Linked DNA regions of Mus musculus: region 2 is linked to region 1. The links are chromatin contacts, called in public HiChIP or PLAC-seq maps. All regions are on one chromosome and are shown on one strand. Each heading gives the region's core, a stretch centred on a gene start, on an enhancer-like site or on the middle of the called end of the contact. The rest is flanking DNA. Distances are from core to core; before and after follow the strand shown. Region 1 holds the start of Mdm1 (transformed mouse 3T3 cell double minute 1). Region 2 has its middle 56 kb from the start of Mdm1.

What was found. HiChIP or PLAC-seq counts read pairs in DNA pulled down with a chosen protein or histone mark.
Region 2: a contact with region 1 is called in an H3K27ac HiChIP or PLAC-seq map of embryonic stem cells, with 5 read pairs. The contact joins the enhancer-like site here to the promoter of Mdm1 in region 1. A contact is called at or near these places in 3 of 484 Hi-C or Micro-C datasets (CD4 T cells, natural killer cells and trophoblast stem cells), 3 of 115 datasets of contacts at active chromatin or transcription factors (the HPC-7 cell line, effector CD8 T cells and embryonic stem cells) and 2 of 9 other capture datasets (adipose tissue and pancreatic islet).

Annotation. Positions count from the first base shown.
Region 1 is chr10:118,139,253-118,147,014 of GRCm38.p6, reverse strand. It overlaps Mdm1 (transformed mouse 3T3 cell double minute 1), which reads right to left and starts at 5,228. Exons shown (of 14, transcript NM_148922.3): 1 at 5,053-5,228; 2 at 4,051-4,165; 3 at 44-420. The coding sequence starts at 5,070.
Region 2 is chr10:118,082,096-118,089,270 of GRCm38.p6, reverse strand. No RefSeq gene overlaps it. Among named protein-coding and RNA genes, the nearest start is that of Mdm1, 56 kb to the left of the region's middle. Within about 2 kb of position 1,525, at least 28 of the 459 cell types and tissues checked have an H3K27ac peak or open chromatin away from gene starts, as enhancers often do.

The DNA.
Region 1 (7,762 bases), core at 3,979-6,478:
AACCTAAATATTCCTTTAAAAGAAACACGGTGGCTCTTCCTACCCTGGGATCTATGCTCTGGGAGAGAGGTTGTTTGCTGGAAGGTCTCAGCTCCACATCCGCGCTAACTGGCGCATGGCTTCTCGTGACACCCTGGTGCTTTTCCACAGTGTCTGAAACCCCTTCAGCTCTCGAGTCCGCAGAATGAGACCGAGTTCTCTTGGGAACCCTGGAGGCCTCTAGTGAGAGAACTGCTTCTTGATTGGCATCTTCTCCTTGCTCAGCCTCTTGTGGCTTTGGCGTTCCAAAGGCCTGGGGTTCTGGTGGGACAAGCGTATCCTTCTTTCTGACGGTTCCGTTCCACTCCAGGTATTTTGAAATCTGAGGGTCATGGTAGGGAACTCTTCTTTTTGAAATAAAACCTGGTTCTTTCGTGATCCCTACAAAACATAGAACATGAAAGTAGCTGCTACCAACGCGCATGGTCAAGAAGAGCTTTTTAAAAGGCCTGAGAGAGATGGAGTTTAACAGTCAGTTGAGAGAGCAAGATGGCACTTGCCACCAAGCCTGACAACCTGAGTTCAGGCCTCAGGACCCCCATGGGAGAAAGGAAAATCAACTCCCACAAGTTGTTCTGTGGCTTTTACACATGCCTGTGGTGCACACATGCATGCATGCATGCAGACAGACAGACAGACAGACACACACACACACACACACACACACACACACCCTCCTCCAAATTGTAGTACTTGTAAAAACCTAACAAGATATAGCTTTCAATATCAAATTATTTTTGCTTTAAAGAAGCATTAAAGTTGAATGCTGAGGCCAGTGTCCAAGTTGTTCTCACACAAGTCACAGGGGTCACAAGGCAAGAGACCTGGCGCCAGCAAGTGCGCGCTCCCTCCGTTTCTGGTTACCTGCGCTACTTAGCATAACAATAAGCCCTGGTCAGTCCACACTGGGACTTTTCCCAAAGCTTCTCTTAAGCAGAGCAGACCACGATGAAAGGGGATGAGGTGTCCCCATGCTAGACCTCGGTTCTCCTCTGCCTTGGTTTCCTGAGGATTAAAAAGAATGACCCCAAACAAGAGCGAACAAGAGCATGCAACACGAATGCCCTAGTTCTGGCCATTCTTTAAACAGGAGGAGAGCTGCTCCTGCCACAGTAAGAGCAAGGCCACCGAAGGGAAGAGGAGGCGACAGAAAAGCTGACATGAGGTAAAGCTATCACTCTCAAACCTCTCTCCGAGCTCTTTCTGCCACTGAAGCAAGAGTCCCAAGCTCACGGGCTTCCCAGACTAGTAACCTTCAATGGACGGGCACACAGAGACATCCTGGGGGCAGGGTGGGCAGAAAGGGGCAATTCTGAATTCCATGTGCGCTCTTGCTGGACCTGTCATCTGTGTTTCTATCTGCTACGGCCTACATGATCCTGCTTCCACTGCACAACAGACAGGCACGCATCTCAAGCAGCCTCAGACTACCTGTGACATAGTACAAGAACTCAGGGCTAGGGAGACAACAGGACAAGAAAGCACAAGTGTCCTAAGGGACACTGTCACGGGAAAGCAAAGACACAGACTAGAAGTAATAGAGGAGTGGTGGCCAGTTCCCGTTTGCCCCTCCGCCCACAAAGTTCAGGGTGGAGAGCCGGCATGGAAAGTACACGATGCACCTGAACACTGAATCAAGGCATAAAGTTAGACTTGTCTCACAGAAAGCCGAGCTAATTTGGCAAGCCTGTTTGCTGATTAGAGTGGCTTTGCAAATTATTCTATGAACATTTTCTATAACTGAATGAGCCGAGGTGGCAGCCCAAAAGTTTGAACAGATTATATATATGACACATATACACTCTCTATATATGACACATATACACTCTACCAAAATCTATATCCTTTGAAACTACTTGTAAAAGCTTAGAAAAAAGAAAAGATCAACTTTAAAGTGGGAGGACGGTTAACAAGATTTTCCTAACGTTGTGGGGAGCACTCCCGGCTCTCCTCTCCATTCTGTTAATCCTTAGCTTATGTGCATGAGGGTTTTGCCTGCCTGTGTGTGTATATACTACATACGTGCCTGGTGCCTGCAGGGTCCGGGAGAGGGAGTTAGAGCCCTGGGCATAGTTACAGAGAGTTGTGAGCTGCTACGTGAGGGCAGAAACTAACCCTGGGTCCTCTGCAGGAGTACTGCTGCTCTCAACCACCGAGCCATTGTCCCAGCCCCTCTTAAGTTCTTACAGGAAGCATGAAGAGAGGAAGACTCTCCAGCCAGTGGGCCCTCTGTCCTCCCAGCTCCAGCAAGTGCTCCAGGCAGTGAGGGATGCACTGCATTGCCAGAATGGCCGGCCAGCTCTAGGTAAGCCAGCTGTCCTCGTTAACCTCCTCCCTCCCGGGCTGATCAGCCTGAGACTCTGACACTATCACTTGTGCTTACTGAGAACTCCCAGTAGCCGTCCTCCCTTACACCATGACCTCCTTCACAATGTGCCCTGCTCCAGAGTGGCTTCACGTGCCCAGGCTCTTCTCACACTGGCCACCTGAATGCAGCTGGTCTCAGCTAAAATGCTGAAGGGCAGTTAATCAGGTTGACCAGTTGTCTGGTGTGCAGTTATCACTCCCTGCCCCAAAGCTTTCAGTGAAGTGGTTATGCCTGAAGACAGTTTATTTTGTATTCTCGATCTAACGAACTCTCCAAAGTACAGAACTTACAAGCAGAGAGATTTTCCAGGATACTGCCGGAGAATCAGGAAACATCTTGTCTCTGAAGTCCAGCACTATTTACGCAGCAGAGGAGCCCTAAAGAGCTACCCACACTCTGTTCTCCAAACCTGATATAAACACACTCTTTACTTTACTCCCTTCCCAGACACATGCCCTCATGGTAAGTCTTGTCTTTCCCTGGCTTCAAACACCTAACATTTGAGGGGTTTATACATCATTCTCACACATCATCCATAGAACACTAAGTACTGACCTATGTACACAAAATCCTTACCAAGCAAGGCCTCCTTCAACCCTGGATAGTGGAGCTTCCTACAGCCCACTTTGCAAGTTTGATTTGCTCAAAATTATAATTATTGTATATCTAAATTCAGATGTATTCATTAATTTAAAATCTGGTTTGAGGGCTGATAATATGATCAGTTGCCTTGTAAGCACAAAACCCTGAATTTAACCCCATAGGACCCATGCAAAAAGGCTAAGTGTGGCCGCATGCTCTTATAATCGAGCACTGGAGAGGCAGAGACAGGTGGACCCCGGGGGTTCTCTGGCCAGGAGGCCTAGTCTAACTGGTGAGCTCCAGGGCAGTGAGAGACCTTGTATTAAAATGAAGTGGGCGGCCTTCCTGAGGAGCAACACCCAGGATGGTTCTCTGGCCTCTGCATGCATACATGATATACACAGGTATACTTGCATTAATAAAAAATAAAAATAAGTTAAAGTAGGGTGTCTCAAAGCCTTGCGCCTCCACTGACAAACAAGGAGACAGAGGCCTACTCTCCAATATCCTAGCTGGTGAGAGAGAAACAGTAGATAGAACAGTCAGTCCACTCTTTCAATGTGCAGTAGGAAACCTTGGCCCGAGGGCTCAAATTCTCTGAGGTCAGGAGACGAAGCCTATGTAAGAGGAAGAACATGATTTCTGAACTCATGGCACTGACCAAAACCAGCAAGTTCCAGCCATGCCTCTGTTACCTACCCTTCCATTCTTCAAGTCTTTGAAAGTCCTCACCCTCAGGCTTGCTCCTCTCCGCTCAAACATTTCCAGAAAAGCCTCTTTCAGAACAACCAATCTCAGGCGTTTCCCCTTCAGTTTTACTATTCAACTTTTTTTGATATCATGCTATTTTATATACAACTCGATTTGATGAGTTTCTTTGTGTTTTTTGTTTGTTTGTTTGTTTTTGTTTGTTTGTACATAAGGGACTCTGGGATCGCAGTATAGCATCAATAAATATTTGCCAATTATACATGAGGCCAACACAGGTAGATTTTAATTGTTTTGTAAACAGAACCCAAGGTTTATTCAAGTTATGATAGCTATTGGTTTGCTCAACTTACCCAACTGATCCGATCTAAGTCCTGCCCATGAGTACTTTTGTCCCACTGAGGGATTATAAGACTCTGACAAATAGGACTTTTTCCACAGGAAGTTTCTCTGGTATTCACTCAGCCCCTATAATGAAAAGTGCAATTTGAGCACAGTGTAGTGAAGAGGTGTTTTAGCATCAGAAAGAAAAACAAAAACAAAAAAACCTCAACCTCTGAAGAGTGTTCTTGAAAGGCCCAAGAATGAGAATTAAACCCCAGTCAAGCTCCTTAATAATAGCTAATATTTACCCAGCCCTGGGCTAAGTAGCCCCTTAATCCTCACAACCACCCGAGCCAGACAAGCCGGAGTCCCTCAATGAGGCTGCGCTATAACTGGTTCTCTGATTCCAAAGTGTGGTAACAAACCTAAGTCCTCACTAGAGGTTTATCCTAAATTCATCGAGTGCATAATGTTATGGCTTTTAATAAAAGGCAATTAGAGAAAGACGTGTTCCCCTCCCACTCTGTCTGGCAAGCACTTTAGAATTAAAGAGTCCGGGATTACAGAAACACTGTGGCCACCTGTTGCGTGGAAAGGCGTTAGACACAGACAGCTATCTGGAACTGTGAGCAAAACCTAAAGCAAACGTGCAACTAGCAGGCTGCACACCTACCCACGCTCTCCTTTTACTGGGGCCCGCTTCCCAAGCGTTTAAAAGACCCGCGCGCTTTAAAGTTTTGCAGGAAAGGAGCTGAATGCTATCGGCAAGAGGAACCACAGGTGTCCTACACCGACAGCAGCCTTTCGTCCCACTGTCAAGGGCCCTCCTTCCGCCTCCGCTCCTGGCGACCCCAGACTGACGCCGTCAGGCCCCCATCGAACTCTCCCCACCCGCCCCTCCGCGCTGGGCCACCGGCCGGAGCATCCTCCGCCCCGCACAGGCTCCGGCCAGGAGGCTCGGTACGGCACAGGCGCGTCACGCACCCACCCCGCGGCGTCCCCGCCACCCGCCGCCCAGCCCCCGGCCTCACCTTGAAGCGCACCGGCATGTCGCCCTGCGCTGCGGAGCCTGCCCCGCCGACAGTTAACGGGAGCAAAAGCCCCGAGGGGGCGGGACGACGCGACAACACTGGTTCCCTAGCAAGATCCTGGACCCGGCGTCCCCGACGACGCGCCGGCGCACTCCGCGCCGCCCTCCCGCCCCGCCTCTCGGCCTTGCTCCGCCCATTTTGAGGCCTAAAGACCAATGGCAGCCCTCACCGTCATTACGATTAGACCAACCAGCACTCGTAAGGGCACGGCCCCGCTCCCTAATGGCGGGCGAAGAGCTGGCCAATGAGGATACCGGAGCTGCGGTGGGCGGAGCCCGCGGGAGCTTTGTTCAGGAGGCTGCAGGCAGAGTCCCCGCAGTGCGCGCACCGCAGCCTGTCTGTGTAGTGTGGCCGGGCTCGGCAAGAGCCTACCTCACTGGTTCCAGCTCCCTGACATCACAGAACGTGAAAGTGTGCCTGGCATTCCAGAATGCACGACAGAACCCACAGTCTCTTTGTCCATAAAGGAAATTGCCCCTAGAGTACCCGGCTGAAAAGAAGTTGCTAAGGAGAGAAGCGTTACACGAGCCTTGGGTCAAAAAGGATAGGTCCAAAAATACATACGACCTAGGATGATTCAAGTAAAGTTTATTAAGACCGCAAAGCCAACTCATCCTTTTTAAAAATAAAATTCCCTCTGTACACCAGGCTGGCCTGGAACTCAAAGATATCTACCTGGCTCTGTCTCCATAGTGCTGGGATTAAAGGCATGCACCACCAGTCCCAACATTGGGCAGGCAGAGCCAGGGAGATCTCTGCCTGGTCTACAGAGTGAGTTCCAGTATCGGGCTACACAGAAAAACTCGGTCTTGAAAGAATAAATAAAAATAAAATTCCATTTGACTTTTATAGGTTATTGCCCATCGTGAAACACTGCTAATTCTGAAAGTCCAGAAAAAAAATTACCCAGACATGCTAAATACATTATTTAGTCGATCATAATATACTATGTCCTGGGCTCGCTTTCCAAGTGAGAGGCATGAATGGGAAGTTTGAAGCAGAGTGGTCCCTGAGGGTAGAGATGATTAGAAGAGGCTCAGGGGTAATTTTCAGACTTGGCCTTGAAAATTACAACTGCAAGAAGAGGAAGATAAGATGATCAAGGCAGACATATGTCTGGAGAGAAGGTTGCCGGGGTTCTTCTAGGAATAATGAATTTACCTTTGTCCTGTGTTGGGATGTTCCCATCAACCCTTCCCAGTCCCTTCAAGTGCTTCCTGCAGACTCCTCTTCTTGGCTCCTAATTGATGTCTCCGATCTTCTTCATTATCATGGAGATAATTTAAAAATTCATTTGAAGAAGCCACCTGATATCTAAAACAGAGAGAATATTAAATAAGACCCTGTGCTGCCATGCATCCAGGAGACCTTTCGTTAATGTTAATCGGTGAGGACAGAACCCCAGTCCTGTGAATTAAAAATGACACAGGCAAGACACAGTGGAACATGAAATGAAACCCCCTGCAGGAAGCCAGCCAGGACCTTACAGGATAGGACAGAGCCGGTTCTGATTGTACACAAAGCTTTGTCACCACACAGTCTCAGGGGAAGTAGGTAGAAGAACATAGCCTGTCTGCTTAAAAAGGAACAAAGGCGATTGGGATAAAGCTCTGCTGGGCAGGGAATCAATGACAAGAAACGCATGTGGCCGTTGGTAAAGATGACTTGGTGACACCCAGCTTTGCTAGAGATGTATTGCAGGGACTCAAGGGAGAAATGTTTACTTTGTCACGGTTAAGCAAAAATCAACTCCCCCCACCCCCCACCCTGGGGAAATGAATCAAAGATATGGAATAAAAAAAAAAGGTTTGAACACTGAATAAATTATGTAGTCTCTGTGTTACCAACAACTCTTGCCAAAAAAAAAACCACAAGGATGGAGTGGATTCCAAAATCCCACACACATTTTTCAAGATTCAATGTGAACTGCCTCACTGGCATGTACAGCCATGCACAGTATGCCCAGCAGCATCACAGAGACTCTCTCCAACAGCCATATATCTATAGATGTGTTATTACTGCCGGCTACAACCATGGTAGCTGGCTACTAAGTCTCCACTAGAGAAAGACACTTTAGCCTGCAGCTATGTCACAGAGGACCCTCTCTCCTCTCATTCTCTCTACTAAGGAAATGGTAAAGCATCTTAGAGAGCTGTTTGGTTTGCTTTGCTTTGCTTTGCTTTGGTTTTCTTATCTCCAAAGGTCTCAGAGTGAAGCCCATTGGAAACTAATCCAGAAAGTGACTTCTCTTAGGATAGATTGCATGCTGTGCTTCCCACAGTGGGACAGGAAATGTACCGTACCTGCTTCCTGCTTCTCTATCTACGCTCCTCTGTTTCCCCTCCAAGTAGAATTCCTACAACCCCAAACAAGAGCAATTTGACCATCCTTTTGACACATCAATTCCTCTTCTAAAAATTTATCTTATGATATGGGAAAAAATATACACTTAATGTTGTTTGATGTTGACCTGATGGTGTGAGCACAGGAGAGCTGGCTAGCCCAGTGGTGTGGGCTGACCAACTCAGTTAACATCCAGGCCCAGATCCGGAGCATCAAGCTGGCTCACCCTAACACCCACCCTCTGTGCTGCTAGAGTGCTTGAGCTTGAAAAGGCAGGTCCTGCAGAACCAAAGCTACAGGATCTCCA
Region 2 (7,175 bases), core at 276-2,775, 54 kb after region 1:
AACAATCCAGATATACACTAATGGTAAAGAATGAAGGTAGAAAAACACTAAGGTCTTTGTTTTCCGTAGTTAAAGCAATATATTTTTATAGAAAGAAAAATTTTTATGTGCAATAAAAACACTGCAATTCAGCCAGGTGTGGTGGCGCACACCTTTAATCCCAGCACTCGGGAGGCAGAGGCAGGCGGATTTCTGAGTTCGAGGCCAGCCTGGTCTACAAAGTGAGCTCCAGGACAGCCAGACCTACACAGAGAAACCCTGTCTTGGGAAAGAAAGAAAGAAAGAAAGAAAGAAAGAAAGAAAGAAAGAAAGAAAGAAAGAAAGAAAGAGGGAGGGAGGGAGGGAGGGAGGGAGGGAAGGAGGGAGGGAGGGAGGAGAAAAGTGAATAGGGGCAGCTGGCATTTTCAAGAATAACAGGAGAAGGGCATCCCCAGAGAGGGAGGAGGGAGGAGGGAGGGGGAAAGGGAGGAAGGAGGGGGGAGGGGAGGAGAAGGGGAGGGGAGGGGGAGGGAGAGGGAGAGAGCAAGAGAGACAGAGAGCAAGAGAGCAAGAGTGTAAGAGAGAGACAGAGAAAGAACACACAGCAGGAAGGTTCAGAGTAAGACTAAGGGGCTCTAATTCAAACAAAATCCAAAGTAAGATCCAGAGCCCGTGACATTCTAATTCTAATTAAAAGAAGGTCTCGAGGATGGTGGCTGTTGTTTCTGGACTTCCACTACCACTACAATCTTATGTGACTGGCATATATATTCACACACACACACATACACACACACACACACACACACACACACACACACACACACACACACACACACAGTCGCACTAGAATTAAAGGGGTCTTGGAGCCAAGTTAAAGGATGACACCAATCCCAAGGAACGTGAGGTGGAGATTCGGGTACAGTGTGTTTTTCACAGGTTACAAAAATTAAAACATCAGGTAGCCTCTATACAAAGCGCTGCCTCGTGCATCCCTAATTCAGTAGAAGGACCGGCTGGGAAATGAGTGCTTGTTTTCCTCCACTGTAGAGGCTGCTGTGGAAAGGCAATTGTCTCCTTCCTTTCTTGCTGATTCCTGTTCACTGAAGGAAATCATGCTGGAAGCAACCTCATTTGAGACCCAGCAAGGAACATCTGCCCTGCTTTGGCGTCACAGCGAGAGATACTAGCTCAGCTTTGCATACGGCACCTTCCTGCTTATCACCAAAAAAGGCATTCCCAGGCTCTTTAAATTACCATGCAGGGCTTCTATTAAGTATTAGTGCAAACTCAAAGAGATTTTCCAGCCCACCCAGGGAGGTAAGTGTGACCCTGAAAGGCACTAAATCAGACAGTCAGATCCAAGAGAGGCTGAAGTTCTCCGCCCAGCCATTTTTCCAATCCCAGCAGCTGCTTCTGCATGTGATGTCATTTGTGCGGGGGTCTCTTTGCAAGAACCCTCTCTGCCCCAACCTCGCCTCCACACACCCATGCCTCCTCGGTACCTCAGATGCTTGCCCTGCTCCACCCCAGTGTGTATTTAAGGATGTGGGCGTTGAGTGAATAGACACCCTACAATGCAGTTAGCCTCCAGGAAACCGGCTCTTGGGTATAACAGTTCTTCATGCTTAAAACTTCAGTGCTATGGGAGAACTGCCAAAACTGTACCACACACCTGTCTTGGGGATCTCTGTCACCAAATAATAATAAAATAATGCATTTTAGTATTTAGTGTATGAATGCTAGACTTATCAATACATTTATTATTAAAATCACACGTGAAGGCTGCGGATCAATCCCGCCAGTAATGAGTGACCATTGGTTCTTTAAAAAGTGAGAACTAACTCCTGGTATTTCGCTTCAAAGAATCTGGCCTATGGAACATGACATTAAAGATTCATCTATTTAAAAAGCTGCAAATGTCAGGGAGAGAACAAAGCTGTCAAATGCTAGGAAGGTTCTGTGAAGAAAACATTGAAACCCCAAGGTGAAGCAGAGGAAGCAGTCACACAGGCTTTGGCACTTGGGTGATCACTGCTGGCTGTTATTATTAAAATACCAAAGGGGCAAGAAAGAGCATGGTGTCCATGGTATCCTTTATTCTTATTTATTTTACTTTATTTTGGGAGAGATCTCATCACTCTGCCCTGGCTAGCCTGAGACTCCCTGTGTAGACCAAGTTGGCTTTGAAATCAGGGACCTGCCTGCCTCTGCCTCCAGATCGCTGAAAGGAAGGCCCACCCCAGACTCAGCCATTATAAACAAAACATGTATGCCACTAAATCAGTATCACCATCAGTGGCCAATTGTAACACAGCCCTCTGGCAAAGTTGATGAACACAACCAGGGATGGGGGGACAGGATAGACAATCAGCACACAGGACTCAGACCGTTGAAGCTATCTCTTTTAATCTCTGCTAAATGGTTCAGCTAGGTATGCTGCAAGTTGCAAAAACATCCATGATCCAGGTATGCTTCAGACTGCAAGCCACAAAAACATCCAATGGGTTGTGGCATAAAAGGTAAGAAGTTCGAGTCTTTTCTTGTATTACAAACCACGCCAGAAACTTACGGCTAGTAATGTTTATTTTGTTCATGAATCTGTTATTTCGAAAGGGCCTAGACCAGTGGTTCTCACCCTTCCCAACGCTGTAACCCTTCAGTGCAGTTCCTCATGTTGTGGTGACCCCCCACCATAAAATTATTTTCATTGCTACTTCATAACTAATTTTGCTACCTTTATGAATCACAGAAATACCTAGCGGTCAAGCCCCCAAAGGGGGTCATGACTCACAGGTTGAGAATCACTGACTTAGCTGACAGCTTTTCTGTTCCTCTTCGCATCCCTGAAGGTACCTTGAAGACTGGGGGTTGGCATCTTGTGCAGGCTGGCACACTTCAGCTTGGCAGTGCTCACCGGGAAGCCTCAGAGAGCTGGATACTGGGATTTTCTGTCAGTGCTTTCTCTCTGGTAGCTGGGGTTTCTCTGTCACGGCTTCTCTAACTCTCAGCTTCCGTGTAGTATAATTTTAGCACATCAGCTATAGGATCCCAGGACACAGGTCAAAGTAAATAATGAGGTAGAAACTGTATCTCCCTGTGAGGTGCAGGGCTGGGATTCATTCATTGTCTCTTCTCCTGGGTTCTGTTTGCTAGAAGAAAGTCATGGGAGCTGGTCTGGATTCTAGACAGGAGACTTGAGCTGTAATTTTTCATGGGTGAGGACCAAATAATTTGTGGCAGTACAACGAAGCTACAGGGTAGATTTGCTTCCCATGCAAGACACAAAGGGGGAAGTGGTCCTGTGGCGTGTAGGACTCCATGATACAGGGAGGGCAGTCTTCTATAATTATCTGTTGTTTGGTTTGGGGAGGTGGGGTTGCTTTGTTTTATTTTAAGAAAAATGTCTCCTTATGTAGCCCAGCTGGACCTGGAACTTGAGATCCTCCTGCCTCAGTCTTTTCAGTACTGGGGTTTCAGGCATAAGCTATCACGTGGTTTGCACTACCAATTTTAGACTTTATTGTCTCAAAGTTGCAGAATGAGCACAGTAGCTGCAGATGTCCTAGCTATGTCTGAGACTAAAAGGGCTGAGGGGGCAGTGCCAACTGCTTCCTGCCTCTTCTATCAGGAAATAAAAAGGCCCCCTAAGCCCTCCACAGCAGAACCTGGCATTTGCCCATTGGGCAAAAAGCTGTTGCAAAGTTACTCTCTGCTTCAGGAGAGACGGGAACCCGGAGTGCTCAGCTTCCCCATTTGGTATCGCGAAGGTCAGCAAACAGCTAGGGCACGTACTTCCACCTCCCCAAAGTCCCACATGCTCCACACCCTGGTCCATCAGACCCACACACTCCGGGGTTAAGTGGAACCTCAAAACGTAGCTTCTCTTGCTCAGCCCAGGTCAAAGAGATGACCCAATATGGTCCGCAGATGAGAATGGGCACACGTTGAGGAGGAGACTGTCTTCGGCCCGTGTCTTTGCAAGAGCTGCATTTGGAACGGGATGACCCCTTCGCATAGTTTAAACAGAAAGCAGAATTGGCTTGCCACATACTTATGCCCACAAGACAGGGAGGGCCTGAAGCCAGACCACTGACTTCAGAGGAAATAGTTAAAGCAGGTCACCCTGGGTTCAGTAAGACGGGGGTGACATGGAGGGGGTTACCCTCTAAACCTCACCCAGGAGAAAGATGGGAACTGGTAAGCCTGTCCCTTTAAGATGAAAGAGTTGTAACTGGGGGGGAGGGGATTAAATGAATGATTCCCAGCGACACAGCTCATCATAAACAACCAAGCAAACATCAAGGCCCTTGCAATTATTCCCAGTGTTGGTTTAGTCTGGGACAGAAAGTTACACAGGGCCGGGCAGTGATGGCTTCATGCCTTTCATTCCAGCACTTAGGAGGCAGAGGCAGACGGAGTTCTGAGTTCGAGGCTAGCCTGGTCTACAGAGTGAGTTCCAGGACAGCCAAGGCTACACAGAGAAACCCTGTCTTGAAAAAAACAAAAAAACAAAAACAAAAAAAGAAAAAATGAGAAAGAAAGTTACACAGGTCTTTATTCTAAACAATGGATTATTTGATCTAATGCAAAATAGACTCTATTAACAACGTCATAAAGTGTATATGTGGAAGTTACCATCTTTATTATTATTATTATTATTATCATTATTTATAAGCCAATATTCTGCTTTCAATGTTTTCTTTCATCTGAGAATTTTAATGAAGAAGCAGAGAAAAGGCTTATGGAGAACACGACCCCTCACTTCTCATTTATAATTCAAAAGCGTAATCAGTCCGTGGGGACTTCTGATCTTCAACAGACCATAACAAAAATAATACATTTGAACTTTTTAAATTAAAAAATACTAATTCAGGGACCCACCTGAAGACACTTCAGTTATTCCCAAGTCACCTAGCAATATTCCACAGCACAGAAACGATCACAGATTTATCTGTGGCTCTGAAAAACGGCTTCCAGACGAGAAGAGGCAGCGGTCGGCTCGTAGGGTGCTTTATCCGAACCGCTAACACGGCTTGCAAACTTAAAGTACTTCTTGTACATGGAAGTATCTTTGAGATAGAAAACACTCCACATTCACTTTCAACAAGAGACTCCCACTGGGCTCCGAATGGAAGGATGGGTGACAAGACAGAGAGCTGCCATCAAACACCAGGTTGTTTTCCCTCTACCCAGGCTAACACCAAGGGTTGTCCATACGAGGAGAACATGTCTGAGAGAACAAGGAAGCTGATGTTAATCTGGTAAGTTAGCTGGTCATCCCTCAGCACTCCCATCTTTCTGTCACCGGCTTTGCCAGAGGTAAAATGTAATGTCAGAATGATTCTCTTTGCTGTATCATGTTCAACTTCCATAATGCTAACAGGGTGAGATGCGGTGAGCACACACTGAGTTTCCATCAGTGAGCACTTGCCAAGGGGCCCGTCGCCAGCTCTCATGCTGCTGTCAGATGTACAGGTGCAGCCTTAGGAGCGAGCTGTCTGGGTTTTTTTGGTTGGTTCGTTCGTTTTTTCTGTTGTTTTGGGGTTTTTTTTTTTGGTTGGTTGGTTGGTTCGTTCGTTTTTTCGAGACAGGGTTTCTCTGTATAGCCCTGGCTGTCCTGGAACTCACTTTGTAGACCAGGCTGGCCTCGAACTCAGAAATCCGCCTGCCCCTGCCTCCCAAGTGCTGGAATTAAAAGCGTGCGTCACCACCGCCCGACATTAGCGAGCTGTCTGAATTCACACCCCAGCCCATCCCCTACTGCAGAAAGATCCAACGGGTTCCTCAGCTCCCTCAGCCCTACCTGCCTCTTCTACAGTAGCTAAGCAATCACCTCCACCACCACCATCATAACAGGGTCACTCAAACTTTTTTCCCACAGGTAAAGTAGTTAATGCTTTGGTATCTGGACCTCAGAAGACACACATTTAGCTCAACATGGAATTCCTTAAGCCCAGAGTTGAGTATCAAGCTGTAGCCAAACAGAGCCATGTTAAAGAGGAAACTGTTCTACCAGGGTCACAGGGAGGGGCACACTGTACACAGGGACAGGATGTGGTTTTCTGTTATGAGGCATGAAGTTCACGATGGGGAGAGGTCATCCGAGGCTTCTGAAGAAGGTGGGGACTGGGTCATGGGAGGCCCAGTAGGTCATGGTGATGCAACTAGTTTCTGTAAGTCAAATTTCATAAACCAGGTCTATAAAGTACTTTATAGTTGTATGTCATGAGGTGTTCCTTGATGGACCTCAAAATAGCAGCTTCCTTCTGGGTTGGGTTTAGAAATATCTTAAATCTCATCCTTTCTTAATGCTCTGTGTGTGCGTGTTTATATTCTGTAGGCTCTGTGAATCTCTGCATATAGAGTCTTGTGCGTGTTGGCTCAGCCTGAGAGACTTAGAGTCGACTGTAGAGCATCATTGGGATTGACTGGGAGTCTGGAGGAGAGTTGGCTAGGTCTTCGTCCAAATTGCAAGCTGGACAGTTTGGCTTAGGAGACTCTCTCACTCCAGCCACAGAGATGGCTTTTTAACGAGGATGCTGAAGAGCAGAGGTGAGATGCTAGTGGTCCAGCAGAGAGGAGACAGAGTAGACTCAAAAGGAGAGGTCACGGGGTGTCACTGATAACAAGCAAAGCGAAGGAGGCGATCCTCTAGCATGGCACCTTGCGTTCTTGCATGGGCCAAAACGGTAAGAAGGTAACTCATTCCAAAGGTAAAACGAATCCAGTAAAACATGACTCAGTGGAAAGATGAAAGACTTCATTCACAACATGATGACACAGCATCCTTGGGACTCCCGAGAGAAATAAGAGATAGAAATTAAGTCCAGAAAGGACTCTTCAGCCCCAGTCTAAATCAGTCACATGACAAGTAATTTTCAGCTCTTTTGCCCCCCAAAATTAATTTAACATTCTATAATGCATTATACTAATTTTAATGGTCATCTTACTATTAAGATTTATTATTAATTATATTTTAAAACCTGGACTTTTCTTTTAAATTTTTTTCAAATTGAAATGTGCCTACCTTCATACATAGGCAGTACATCGCTCACAGTAAAATTACTTATATTCTCTATTTAAAAAGCGAATCTGCTGTAAAGCTATCACAGTTAGTCAGATGCATTGTAACAGGTCTATGTAAATGAGTCCCCCTTAGTTTTAACTCTCAACCTCACATGGTCCAAGACCCA